Regions from separate parts of the Mus musculus genome. Here region 1 is linked to region 2. Evidence: chromatin contacts called from public HiChIP or PLAC-seq data. All regions are on one chromosome and are shown on one strand. Each heading gives the region's core, a stretch centred on a gene start, on an enhancer-like site or on the middle of the called end of the contact. The rest is flanking DNA. Distances are from core to core; before and after follow the strand shown.

What was found. HiChIP or PLAC-seq counts read pairs in DNA pulled down with a chosen protein or histone mark.
Region 1: an H3K27ac HiChIP or PLAC-seq map of bone marrow-derived dendritic cells shows a contact between it and region 2, with 4 times the contacts expected there. The contact joins two enhancer-like sites.

Annotation. Positions count from the first base shown.
Region 1 is chr2:146,412,061-146,418,382 of GRCm38.p6, forward strand. Ralgapa2 (Ral GTPase activating protein, alpha subunit 2 (catalytic)) reads right to left here. Exons shown (of 41, transcript NM_001033348.3): 17 at 674-808; 18 at 1-99. Among named protein-coding and RNA genes, the nearest start is that of Ralgapa2, 97 kb to the right of the region's middle. Within about 2 kb of position 4,476, at least 18 of the 459 cell types and tissues checked have an H3K27ac peak or open chromatin away from gene starts, as enhancers often do. A contact at or near this core is called in bone marrow-derived dendritic cells, where this site is marked.
Region 2 is chr2:145,886,287-145,892,137 of GRCm38.p6, forward strand. Rin2 (Ras and Rab interactor 2) reads left to right here. Exons shown (of 13, transcript NM_028724.4): 13 at 1-1,330. The region is part of intron 2 of Gm39954 (a long non-coding RNA gene); the gene reads right to left. It also overlaps the pseudogene Gm11764. Among named protein-coding and RNA genes, the nearest start is that of Gm39954, 5.0 kb to the right of the region's middle. Within about 2 kb of position 1,840, at least 190 of the 459 cell types and tissues checked have an H3K27ac peak or open chromatin away from gene starts, as enhancers often do. A contact at or near this core is called in bone marrow-derived dendritic cells, where this site is marked.

The sequences.
Region 1 (6,322 bases), core at 3,226-5,725, 530 kb after region 2:
GGCTCAAAGGTAAAGGGCCAGCTGTGCAAGCATGAGGACCAGAGCTCTGATCCCCAGAAGTCGTGGAAAAAGCAGGATGAGGCAACATGGGGCTGTAACCTGGGGCAGGGCAGAGACAAGAGCTTCTTTAGAGCTCACTGGTAAGCTTTCAAAGATCAGCAAAACGTTTCACCTCTAAATAAATGAATACGATGGAAGTCATCAAGGAAAGATAACACAAGTCAACCTTTGGACTCCAGACTCGCACATATACACACTAGCAACACATACACCTACTACCTACCTACCTACCTTCCTTCCTTCCTTCCTTCCTTCCTTCCTTCCTTTCCTTCCTTCCTTCCTTCCTTCCTCCCTCCCTCCCTCCCTCCCTCCCCTTCTCTCTCTCTCTCTCTCTCTCTCTCTCTCTCTGTCTCATTTAGAATAAATGTAATAAGCAATACTACCTGCTGCTTATCCCCATCCCAAGACAAAACCTATGGCTTTGTACTAATAACTGAGGACTCAGTCACAATTAGTCTCTGTACTTGGGAGGCAGAGACAGGAGGGACCTGCAAGTTCGAGGTCAGCCTAGTCAACAAACTGAGTCTTGGGCCTGCCACAGAAAAAGAGGGAGACCCTGTCCTCACAATTAATCCACCAGTTAAGCAAGCAACCGAAGCTTCCACATACATACCTTGAGAGGAGTCTGAGTACAAGCGCTCAGTGATGTCAGAGGTGCTGCTGCTCCGGGGCACCTGCTGCTGTCCTACCACAAGATAGTCACAGTCGGCTGCGGCGGTGCTCTCTGCCTGCTGGAACTCCTCCACTTCTGAAAGCATTAACACAAAACACCCAGGACTGGGGGTGGAGACTATCCAGACCATTTCACACTTAACTGATTTCAAACCCTAAGTTTCAGATTTCTCTTTAGAAACTAGACCGTAAGGTGATCTGCGTGCACATCATCCAACTTCCTGCTCCTTATCAGTAACACTCCACGCCGTGAGGGAGTTTTTCTTAATTCTAGTTAACCTTTTGTTTTCCAGGTGAAGGAAGGGAGCAAGAGAAAATGATAACTCTGAGTCATTTGAAATCTCCCAGCAGGAAGGAAAGACTCAGCCGTGTAGGAAGTGCATAGATAAATAAGTAATACTTGAGGAGAGCACAACACTAAACTAAGATGAAAGGAAACAGGAATCCCAACTGGACCAGCTCTTCTAATAGATAATGTACAATGTGCAAAGTAAAGTGCTAGTTAATACTCAGATTACAATGTACAAAGCTGAACTAGTCACTAAGCACAAACATCATCTACATGGTATAAAGTGGAAAGCCAAAGATGAGCACTCAACATTAGATAACCTTGCTAATACTTTACATCCTCTACTCCCTTGGAGAATGGGTCCCCTTGTAGCCATTTCTAAAGTGCACAGTTCATTTGAATCTTTTAGAACCAGTCATGGAACCCTACCCCCTCCCCTTCCACTCCCAGCCCCAGGATTGTATCACCTTCTGCCTAGGTCATTTGAGTAGTCTGATAACTAGTCACTGGCTCCTTCTGTTTGCTATTTTCTACATGGCTGTCAGAGAGGCCCCTCATTTTAATGAAGGTGTGACTGTCTACCATCACTCAACTCTGTGCTCACCTGCACTGTGTCACCCCTACCTCACATACCGATCCCTACTCACAGTGCAGGAGTTCCCACTCTCTGTAGCCTCAGCAACACTGATCCTCTTGGCACCTGCTTCCTTCTTCCTCCTGCTCCACACTCCCCTCTGCTAATCTCAGCCCTGTTCTCTGCCTGTCATGCCCATGCTGCCCCAAGCATGTATACCTCTTGTTCTACATCCTGCATGCAAAGCCACTGCTCAGCTCCAAACTCACTGATGAGGTAGAAAAAAACAACTTCATATCCCATGTCACCATGTTTTCCAAAAATGAAAAAAATAAATCAGTTAGAGCCTTACTACATTTTAAACAGAGAGCTCCCAAGCTCTGTCTGTATTAGCTACACTGACTATGTCACCTGGTTGCTCAGCTGAAATGGAGAGTCACTGCCAATGGGTGATGCTCACCCCATGTGAAGTCCTCCCACCTGCATATAAGCCACAGTAAAGGTTCACTCCAGCCGAGGAGATGTGTGAACACAGGATGACTCTGAGATTTCCACAAATGATTGCTGCTCTGCTTTTTTCTACCCAAATGAAAATTCCATTTTCTACTACACTAGTACATTACAAGGCCTCAAAACTATGAGCTTTGTGTGAGTCGTCATTATGAATCAAAGTTCCAACTAGACCATAGTTTAAAGATGGATGATAATGGGAACCTGAGAAAAAAGACAGGCCAATATGGCATGAAGGGGCAGTCTCATCTTTCTCAGGTCATCTTTGCCTTCTCTTGAGTATTTTTCCATAGAAGTCACACAAGGCTTATGCACACACTGCAGTCTACCCATACAAAGCAAAGACTAGGCTCTTTTCACAGGTCTGCTAGAATATTTAGCCCCAGGTCCCTACACTCTAGGGCCAGGCCTTCCGGTTATCTTCTTACTCTATATCACAAGATGGTGAAATGATACTACTCTATTTGTCATTCCTGTATCAGTAGAGGGAGCCCAAGAGCTTCCAAACTTCCTGAAAAATAATTGGCCAAAAATAATTGTGGACAGAGGGAAGAGAGGGTTTTTTTTCTTTTCTCTGAAGCCTGGTGCCAAATACTGGTGGATGCCAGTTTCTGAGTTCTGAGCAGAAGTAAATAAGAACTGAGCCAACTCTGGCAGCATCTTTGTAAAGATAAAGAACATCGCCATCTGGTGGGATGCAACACAGCCACAGCACCATGGCTTCCAAATTAGAGTGTCCCCACTGGTCCTCAGCACAGCAGACGGAGGACACAGAGCCTGCTACCACCAGCTGTCTGCCTTCCCAAAAGGCAGGCCTAATACATCTTTTAAGGCTTTGTTTTTGCAAAACTGTTAAGAGGGACTTCTCAGATGGAGAAAATCCAAGCCTGCAGAAAGAACTGGAAATGGCAGGAATGGAAGAATGGGCGAGAGAAGCGGAAGGAAAGGAACAGCCACATTCCTTGCTGTGTGTTACACTGTATTCAGCGAGAGCTCTATACAAGGGACAGGAGAATGATGGTTTAACACCTTTTCCTTCCTAATGGGTCTCGGGCTCCCTCTGCTGGCACGATGTTGTTGAAGAAAGTTCATGTTGGGCTGAGGCTGCTCCCATTCTACTGTGTCCATCTGAGTGGCTTTTTTTTTTTTAACTAATGAAAATGATTTTCCTACTGATGTAAAATGTAAAGACACAGGATTTCCTTTCAAACAAACAAAAAAAATGACATCTGAGTTACAAAACAATTGTGCAATAAATTTAGATTTGATGCATCCTGTTTTAAATGTCACACAATTTTTGTTTAAATCACTTTGAAGAACAGAATTCTGCCTCAGACTCAGTTCATTTATCCTCTGTGAAGTCTAATAACACTCGATCAAAAGCACTAACTTTCCTGTCTCTTGAGGATGTAGTTTCTCAACACCATTCCTAACCCACTGTTTTCTAAAGCTCCACTAAAACCATCAGCAAAATGATCATAAGGATTCGTGGCTTTTACCCCCACTGAGAAGAGTCAGCATGACTGAAGTAAATGTGTATGTTCTGCAGCTAACTTCTATTTTCTCCAGATGTCTGTCTACTTTTCATTCACTCTTTAATTACAGACTTCCTTATTTCATCTTATTAAATAAGCAAAAATTCTATGTTCCATTTATCCCTCATGCAAGGATGCACAAGCACAATTAGAATGTAAGGTCCTAGTTTAAAAAATACCACTGGTGATACCAACTTGATCTCACAAAAGCCCAGGAGATGCTTTCCATTTAGCACTCTCCATGTCCACAAGGTCCTGCTTCCTGAGAGTAAGTTAGTCCAGGTCCTAACTGGAAGAACTTCCATGGAGCTTGTGGAAAGACAGAGAGGCAGCTCAGCAAGGCCTCCCCTTAGGTCCCATATACTGGGATAAAGGAAGACAGTCTATCTGCTAGTTATAACCATTACAACATTCCCAAAAGAAAAAAGAAAAATCTACCCTTGCATAGCATGCAAATGCTACAGACTGATAAATGTCCCAACAGAGAAAAAAGTAACACTGCAAGACAAGCGGGAGGGACTGTTTTCAAGAAAAAGAGAGGGGACTCCCCAGCTGTCACAACTACTCCCAAGGTGCACAGATTTCTCCCTACTCATATTAATGGAAGTGGGTCATTTTGACTCTCCCCAAATTTAAACACCATTTGCTTCCCACACCTCCAGATCTACTACCATTGCTTCTATTATTACAATTCTGGTGGGTTGACTCACACAGATTAGAAACCAAAACAAAGACTTCTGCCATAATAAAAACAAAACTAGCAACCACTGACACAGTGAAACTAAAAGAAAAGCAAAAAACAAAAAACCTCAACTTGTAGCCAGCAAGAAGGAGAACTGAAATGACTTACTTATCATTTAGCTGCAGCTTAGCAGTAGATCGCCATCCACTCAGAGGTACATCAGAACACAAACCATGCTGCAAATTACCAGCCAAGTAGAATGGCTACTCACTTCTCTCAGCCTAGTCTACTCACGGGACAGTCACAAAGGACAATGGTATCACACTAACTAATAAAGCACACCTGGAGTCAGACTGAGAAGGCACTCATTACTGTACCTGTCACATCAAATGGCAGTAGCAGTTTGTCCTTAAAGTCACCCTGCTATAAAATCAGTGAAGATGGCAGAGATAGGGAGACACAGACCTGCTCCAGCCTGCTCCACTTTACAGGGCTATTTGCCCATCTGCACAATAGATCCTTAGGTCTGACCATCTTCTGGTCTAGGCTGCTTCCAGTGAGGATATTGAGTAGGATCTCTGGCTTCTACCTACCAGACAACCAAAAATGTCTCCAGATGTTGCCAAATCATTCCTAGTTGAGAGTCACTGCAGAAAGTCACTCAATTTCTGCTGGTGCCATGTACACACACACACACACACACACACACACACACGAAGAATTTGAGTGAATGAAAATATAACTCTGAATAAGAACAAAACTTTTACAAATGAAGAGATATTAATAGGAAGAATTTTTTTTTTCTGAGAACATATTCCAGAAAAACAAGTAAAAAAAACTTAAATGTAACAGTACGGAAATAAAATAGAGAAAGAAATAAAACTTTTTACATTAAAGATTTCTTTTTGGTGTCAATTAGCCAAATACCTAGCAAATTCTTTCCAATGCCTCATTCATCACCTCTAAGAAGATGCCTTTCCTGGACAAGCTGATCCGCAAGCATTTACTGCTCAGCAGCCACTCACCTGAGAGTCCCCCTCCGATGCCAGCAGCCTCACTGTTTTCACACTCAGTGTTTACTAAAGAGAGTTTCTAAGCAACATTATAGTCCCCATTCTCAGTTAAAACTAACTTCTTTCCTCATGGTATTTTACTTCAGCTTTGATTTTATTTTGCCAAACTACAATGGTGCTACAGTGTCTGAGCTATAGAAACTGTACTCACACTATCTCCAGTACTGAAAACATCTTAATCTATATCTATATTCAGAACATAAAAGGAACATGAAAACATTTCCCTCTTAAGATATAATTCACCTTAAAATCACTGAAAAATATCTCTTTGTAGATTTAATTATTCAACACATAAAATAAATTCCCTTTGAGAAGTGACTAGGCAAAACATGAGAAAACTAATTTTTGGTATTACAACACCCTCCTTTGTAACTGGCACAACAGTGATTACACACAGTGGTAGGACACAGTGTGGCATCTTGATGCATGGACAATGTGGGAGAAGTGACATTGGAGCAGGATAACTCATGTACCTATTACCCTCTCATTTACGTGACAAGCTCATTCAAAATGCCCTACTCAGGCCATTACAAGATATACAATAGATTATTACTAACTCTATTCACATTGCTGTGCTAGAGAAAAAAATACACATAAACTTAATCCAGTTGAATTAACTGGGTGAAGTCTAAGAACAAATGTTTTGAAAATTAGCACTGGTTAGTGTTTTTTGTTTTTGTTTTTTTTTTAATTAAAATCTCTATTACAGCCATGAATCTGATAACTAGCAGGATTGTAGAATTTTTGACTACCTAATAGCTACTAAACATGAACTACACAAAAACAACAATTAATATTTTTTGAAATTTAGCACAAGTGCAACAGACACCTTCTGAGTGTGACTGGGGGTGGCAGGAGGGAGAAGCCAGGGGGTGTGGACGGACACATGAGACAACAGTACAGTACCTGACAGCCTGTGAGAGCAAG
Region 2 (5,851 bases), core at 590-3,089:
ATAGCAGCTGTTGACAAGACTGTCCGATGCAGTTCGTCAGGTCCCTCTCAGCTTTGTGGATGGCTCCATCCTTCCCTCTTGCCCTTCTTTTGTCCATCCTTCATCCTATACTTTTTTTTTTTTACAAAGAGCCTTTGTGTTTTTATATATTTCATAGAAAATTTTATAGCAGTTGCAGGTAAACTGTCAGGATTGGTTTTTAAAATATTTTTGTAACTTTTAAAATATTCTATAAGTATGCATGTGATTTAACATTTAATATTTGAAGATAAATCTCTTGCTGGATTTGAGAGTACTGCATTTTAGACGCCTCATAGATAATCTCTCTTCTATAACTGGATATTTTCGGCAAATTTGTGGGGAGAGACTTCTGGTTGTCTTAAAGAAATCCCTGACGCTGGCCACAGGCTGCCTTTGAAAAATCGGGTGTACTGTTGTTACATTGTTGTTACATTGTTCACTTTTAGCGGTGTATTGTTACATTGTTCACTTTTAGTGCTGGTGTCTGTTTATGTTTTTAAGCAATCGAGGCTGAGAATTAGAAGAGAAATGAATGTAGAGAGAGGTAGAGAGAGAAACACAGACTCTAAGGGGGGGACTGAGGAATGTAGTCTGCAGGTTCAGGCTCTTCGCAAGACGTTGGAAAAGGAGTCAGTACTGTAAAATATGTGCTGCGGTGAGCTTTGACAAAGATCTGTTCCATATGCTATCTGCTTTGGGGAAAAGTAAATCAAGGATAACGATCCCTCTGACCCATTTTGTAAGCCGACACTAAGGACATCCATTTATTTGGAGGCAGAAACCAAGTCATGTATAATACGAGTTTAGTTGAGTTCAATGAGATGTTGATGGGGAGAGAATGCACTAAAACCAAAACCAAACCAAAAACAAAACAAAACAAAAAACAAACCTTCTGTATTTGGTTGGGGCATGGTAGAGCTAACATTCACACACTAGCATGCTGGGTTCCATCCTCAGTGTGACAAATAATGAGCAAAACAAGCAGAAAACATGGATGTATGGTGAAGTTAGACTTATGTTGTATAAGATGAGTTTATGGACACACGTATTCCAGAAGGGTCATACATCAGTGTAATACAGATCATTGCAAAACAAAAGCAGAAAGCCATGTTACTATCCTGTGTAAGGATGTTCAGGCATCTGATCTGGAGGACCTCGTACCCTGTACAAGGCTTTTGTTGTCCCAGAACCCTCCCTTGGCACATGCTGGGTTGTGCTTCCTTTTGTAAATGATTTTCAATGGAATTTTGCACATAATACATTGTAATACTGTACAATAATCCTATGTAAAATAATTTTTGCAATATTCTTCAGTTGTCTTTTTTGTTGTTGGTGGTGGTGGTGGCAGCTATTTGTTTGAGTCAGAATATAATCATGTACCCAAAGATGCTGTGCAAGTGTACATGACAGTGGCTGGGGCTTGGTGGCCTCTGCCTTTTACCATAGCACCCAGGAGGCAGAGGCACATGGATCTCTGTGAGTTGCAGGCAAGCTGTGCTACATAGTGAGACCCTGTTTCAAACATCCAGGGGCGCAAACACACATGTGTACGCATGCACACAGTACACAACCATGAACTCCACGTTGATCTGGTAGTTTTGAAGAGCAAATAGGACACTGCTCCAAAGCTTATGGACCAATGGAACAGAAATCAAAAAGCGAAGAGAACAGTTGGTCCATGGCCCACAAGTATTTGCACGATTATCCAGCCCAGTACTTGGCTTAGATGGCTCCAGAGCAAATCACAACTGATCTGAACTCAGAGCCAGGCAGGGTCCTGCAGACAACTCCTCCCTGTCCTTAGGCAACCTCTGCTGTATCCTGGCTGAGAGTTAGGATTGCAAAATCTGCTAGCATCGCAGGCCTGATCCTCTGCTGGGTGTTCTGGGGATTGCAGCCATGCGACTGCTAAGTGCCCATTGCATCCCTGTGGATAGGGAGAAGGGAAGTTCAGAGGGTTTCTGGGATATCCATAAGATAGCTACTTCAGAGACCAGAAGGAAGGCTGACTGAGCTTGCTTTCAATGTTTGGAGCGAAGAGACACTGCTCGCGACATCTGTCCAGTTGCCCTCCCAACTCTGCAAATTTAGACGATGAGGCTGTCCTTAGGCTGAGGTACTCCTCTTAGATTAAAAGCGGGTCACGACATCCAAATTAGGCAGTTCGAGCAGGCCCCGTGAGAGCAGAGTCAGAAAAGCTAGAATGAGCAGAAGAAAACATCACAAGACTTGCCCTGGTTTGTCATTGGGCAATGCTTCCCTGGCAGAGTTTCAACACATGTGTCTTCAGTTTTCCCCCCACGCAGGCATTTCTCACTTCTCAGTTTGTCAGGAAACAGGCCCTGGTGGAGTTTGGATAGGGTAAGAGCAGAGTAAAAATATACATGCTGGACGGAGGGAGAGGAGGGTGCACTTCCAGACCTAAAAATATCTTGAATGGCAGCCAGAGGAAGGAATTTTGTTTTTGATGTTGGACAGACTGCCAACTATGACCCCCTTAGGGACACAGAAAAAAAAGAAAGAAATGGAAATTGTTAAGGTTGTTTGTATCATGTGGAAGTTACTTTAAATCTACAAGCAAATGCAAACTAAAGGAAGGAAGCTGGGCCTGACTGCTTCCATTCACAAAGGCAGCCTCACTGCCCTAGCAGCTCTGACCTTCCTCTTCTGGAAGAAACATGAAATAAAAGGGGCCTGTGGTGTTTAGGAGCCTGGCTCTACCCTCAGGTGTCTGGGAAGACTCACACAGGTGGGGATCTGTCTATGTGGGACACGTGGTGTAATTGCCCAGAAGTGTCTGAGAACAAAATGGCGACTCTCTGTTTTCAGACCATTCGAGTATGGGTAAATTTGAGACCCAAATGTTGTTTGCCATTTGGTGATCCTTAGTCGTGTGGGGAAGATGACCTTCTCCACAAGTCACATTACAGTGCCGAATCACAAGCAGATGGCGGGAAAGGAGAGGGAGGGAAGAACTGGCATTTGTTTCAGGAAACATGTTCCATACTGAAAAGGGTCTGTGTTTTAGCATCAATGAGTGGGTAGCAGCTGGCCCAGACTTCCACATGAATATTGACTCTGTTGGGGAAGGAACCATAGGGAGTTTAAAAGAACAAAACAAAACAAAACAAAAAGAGGGAAGCATATTTGGAGTTAGGAGTGTAGCTTGATAATACAGGGCTTGTGTAACATACTCTTGGTCCTGTGTTCGATACCCAGCATGCACTGCACACGCACGGCTACCCACCACTCCTCACTCCCACCTGTACCCCCCACACACACACACACCCACCAGGAACTCACTCAGAGATCCGAAGGGTATCAGTACTCTTCATTTTACATTTTGTTGATGTCATTTGATGTTTAAGACAAGTTTCACCATGTACCCTAAAACTGGCCATAAACTTGCTGTGGTCCTCCTGTCTCTGACTCCTGAGTCAGAGACTTTGTTTTCTTTTCAGACTAAGAGATTGAACCCAGACTAGATAGGTGCTTTACTATTGATCCCCACCCCAGTTCAGTCCAGAGCCAATACTCCTTTGTTGTCATTTTGAGATAGGGTCTCACACAGTCCAGGGCGGTCTCAAGCTCCCTGTAAAGTCAAGTATGGGGCTGGTGAGATGGCTCAGTGGGTAAGAGCACCCGACTGCTCTTCCGAAGGTCCGGAGTTCAAATCCCAGCAACCACATGGTGGCTCACAACCATCTGTAACAAGATCTGACTCCACTCTTCTGGAGTGTCTGAAGACAGCTACAGTGTACTTACATATAATAAATAAATAAATAAATCTTAAAAAAAAAGTCAAGTATGACTTTGAACTCCTGATCCTGAGTGCTGGGATTATATACATGTGACACAGAGCCCAGCTAGTGGGCCAGTACTCTTACCTGAGGGATAACCAAGGTTTGTCCTGAGGATTCTGGATGGAAAATGTCCCAAGGAGTGACGTGGCTAGGGGACGGGTTCTTTTCTTGATTCTAATAAAAACTGGAATCCTAAAGCAGGATTTTCCAAAATTCTTATTCTCTATATTAAAAGCACCTAGAATAGCATTATATGACTGCCTCTGGGTATTTCCTTTGACAGAATATATTCAAATCAATGTAGCTGAAGATTTTACAGTTTGCCTTGTGGGGATGAGGTCTACAGAGAGCTAGGAAAGACATTCAGAATACCCCTGGCTTGCCTCTCGGAGCAGCTCGTACATTTCCAGGACATTTGTCACTCACACAATAGAAGGTGTAGTCACTAGCTCTTCCTCTTTCCTTCATGTGATCATCTCCAGTTCTTCTTATGCCCCACCCCCACCCCACCCCTACCTGGGAGCTATAGGGCATTTATCTCTCGCAGCAAATCTTAAAATGCTTGTATTCCACTCCAAGGCCTCCTGTCAAAACACAGGCTATGACTTGCCTTCTTGCTTGCTTTTCCAGCTCTAGCTAGAGAATTCATTGTGAATGAACCATCAACCACCCACCCTGTCTGTCACAAAGACTCCGAGGCAACTGCTGCAGTTTTAAGTGTGTAATTTTAAGTAATTTTGATTTTGCTTCTCAGTGTTGGGATGGGATCCAGGTCCTTGTGTTCTCTAGGCAAGCACTCTGCCTCTGAGTTGGGACACCCAGCCCTAGGCTACATCTTGAAATCACCTGGGGCTGCCTAGACCATCAGTGGTCTTCAAGTGGTACCCAAGTGTCCCGGTGATTAACACCTCAGGATGCTCCCACCAAGAGCTACCAGGCACAATTCTTAAAGTGACAGCACCGTGGGCATGTAGCCTCTTGCTTGGCCACTAACGTCTGAATAGTGCACACTCCTTATTTCGCTCAAGTACTTTGGGCCCCTTTATCCAACATAAACATAAAGCTGATTACAAATTTTCTAGAAGCCACATTTAAAAAAAGAAAAAATCCTTTAATCCCAGCACTTGGGAGGCAGAGGCAGGCAGATTTCTGAGTTCAGTTCGAGGCCAGCCTGGTCTACAAAGTGAGTTCCTGTACAGCCAAGGCTACACAAAGAAACCCTGTCTCGAAAAACCAAGAAAGAAAGAAAGAGAGAGAGAGTGAGAGAGAAAAAAAGACTAGCAGTTCAAATTAATTTTATAGATGTTATTTAACCCACGAGAATCCAAATATTATATTTCAACAATATAAAACATTAAATAGGTATTTTACATTCTTTTAAAAATATAAGTCTTCAAAAATCTTATGTTTATTTTATACTCAATAGCACATCTAATTACACATGGACTTTATCTCAAATCATCTCTAGTCTCTGTGCCTAGTGGCCACCAAACTGGATAATGAAGTTATAACGAATTAGCAGAAATGATTTTAAGTGTGTGTGTGTGTGTGAGAGAGAGAGAGAGAGAGAGAGAGAGAGAGAGAGAGAGAGAGAGCGCGCAAGCGAGAGAGCGAGAGAGCGCGAGAATGCATTTCCTACTAGCTAAGCGTACCACCAGGAGCTATAGTTAGAATGTTTTCCCCGCAAAGGAAGAAAAACAGAGGAAAGAGGATGCAAAGACAAGTCTTGCTGATCTCCCATTCATGGCTAAAATGTGATCCTGTGATGAGCCATCTCCACCCCCACAGCAGTCTGAAATAGTACTCCCAAAACGGAATTAATAATGAGCTAAAAATAATACCGTAATCAGGGTTATCCCAACAGTTCCCCTTCTTTTAATTTCATTTATTTATTATGTTCACTTATTTAAAGACATCCATCAGTGCTACTCCTAACTTACTTTGGAAAAAAGAAGCCATAGAGAGGACATGGTGCTCAACCTGGCAGCCGCTTGGCCCGCTTGTCGGGCTTTCCCAGCCACGGGGTC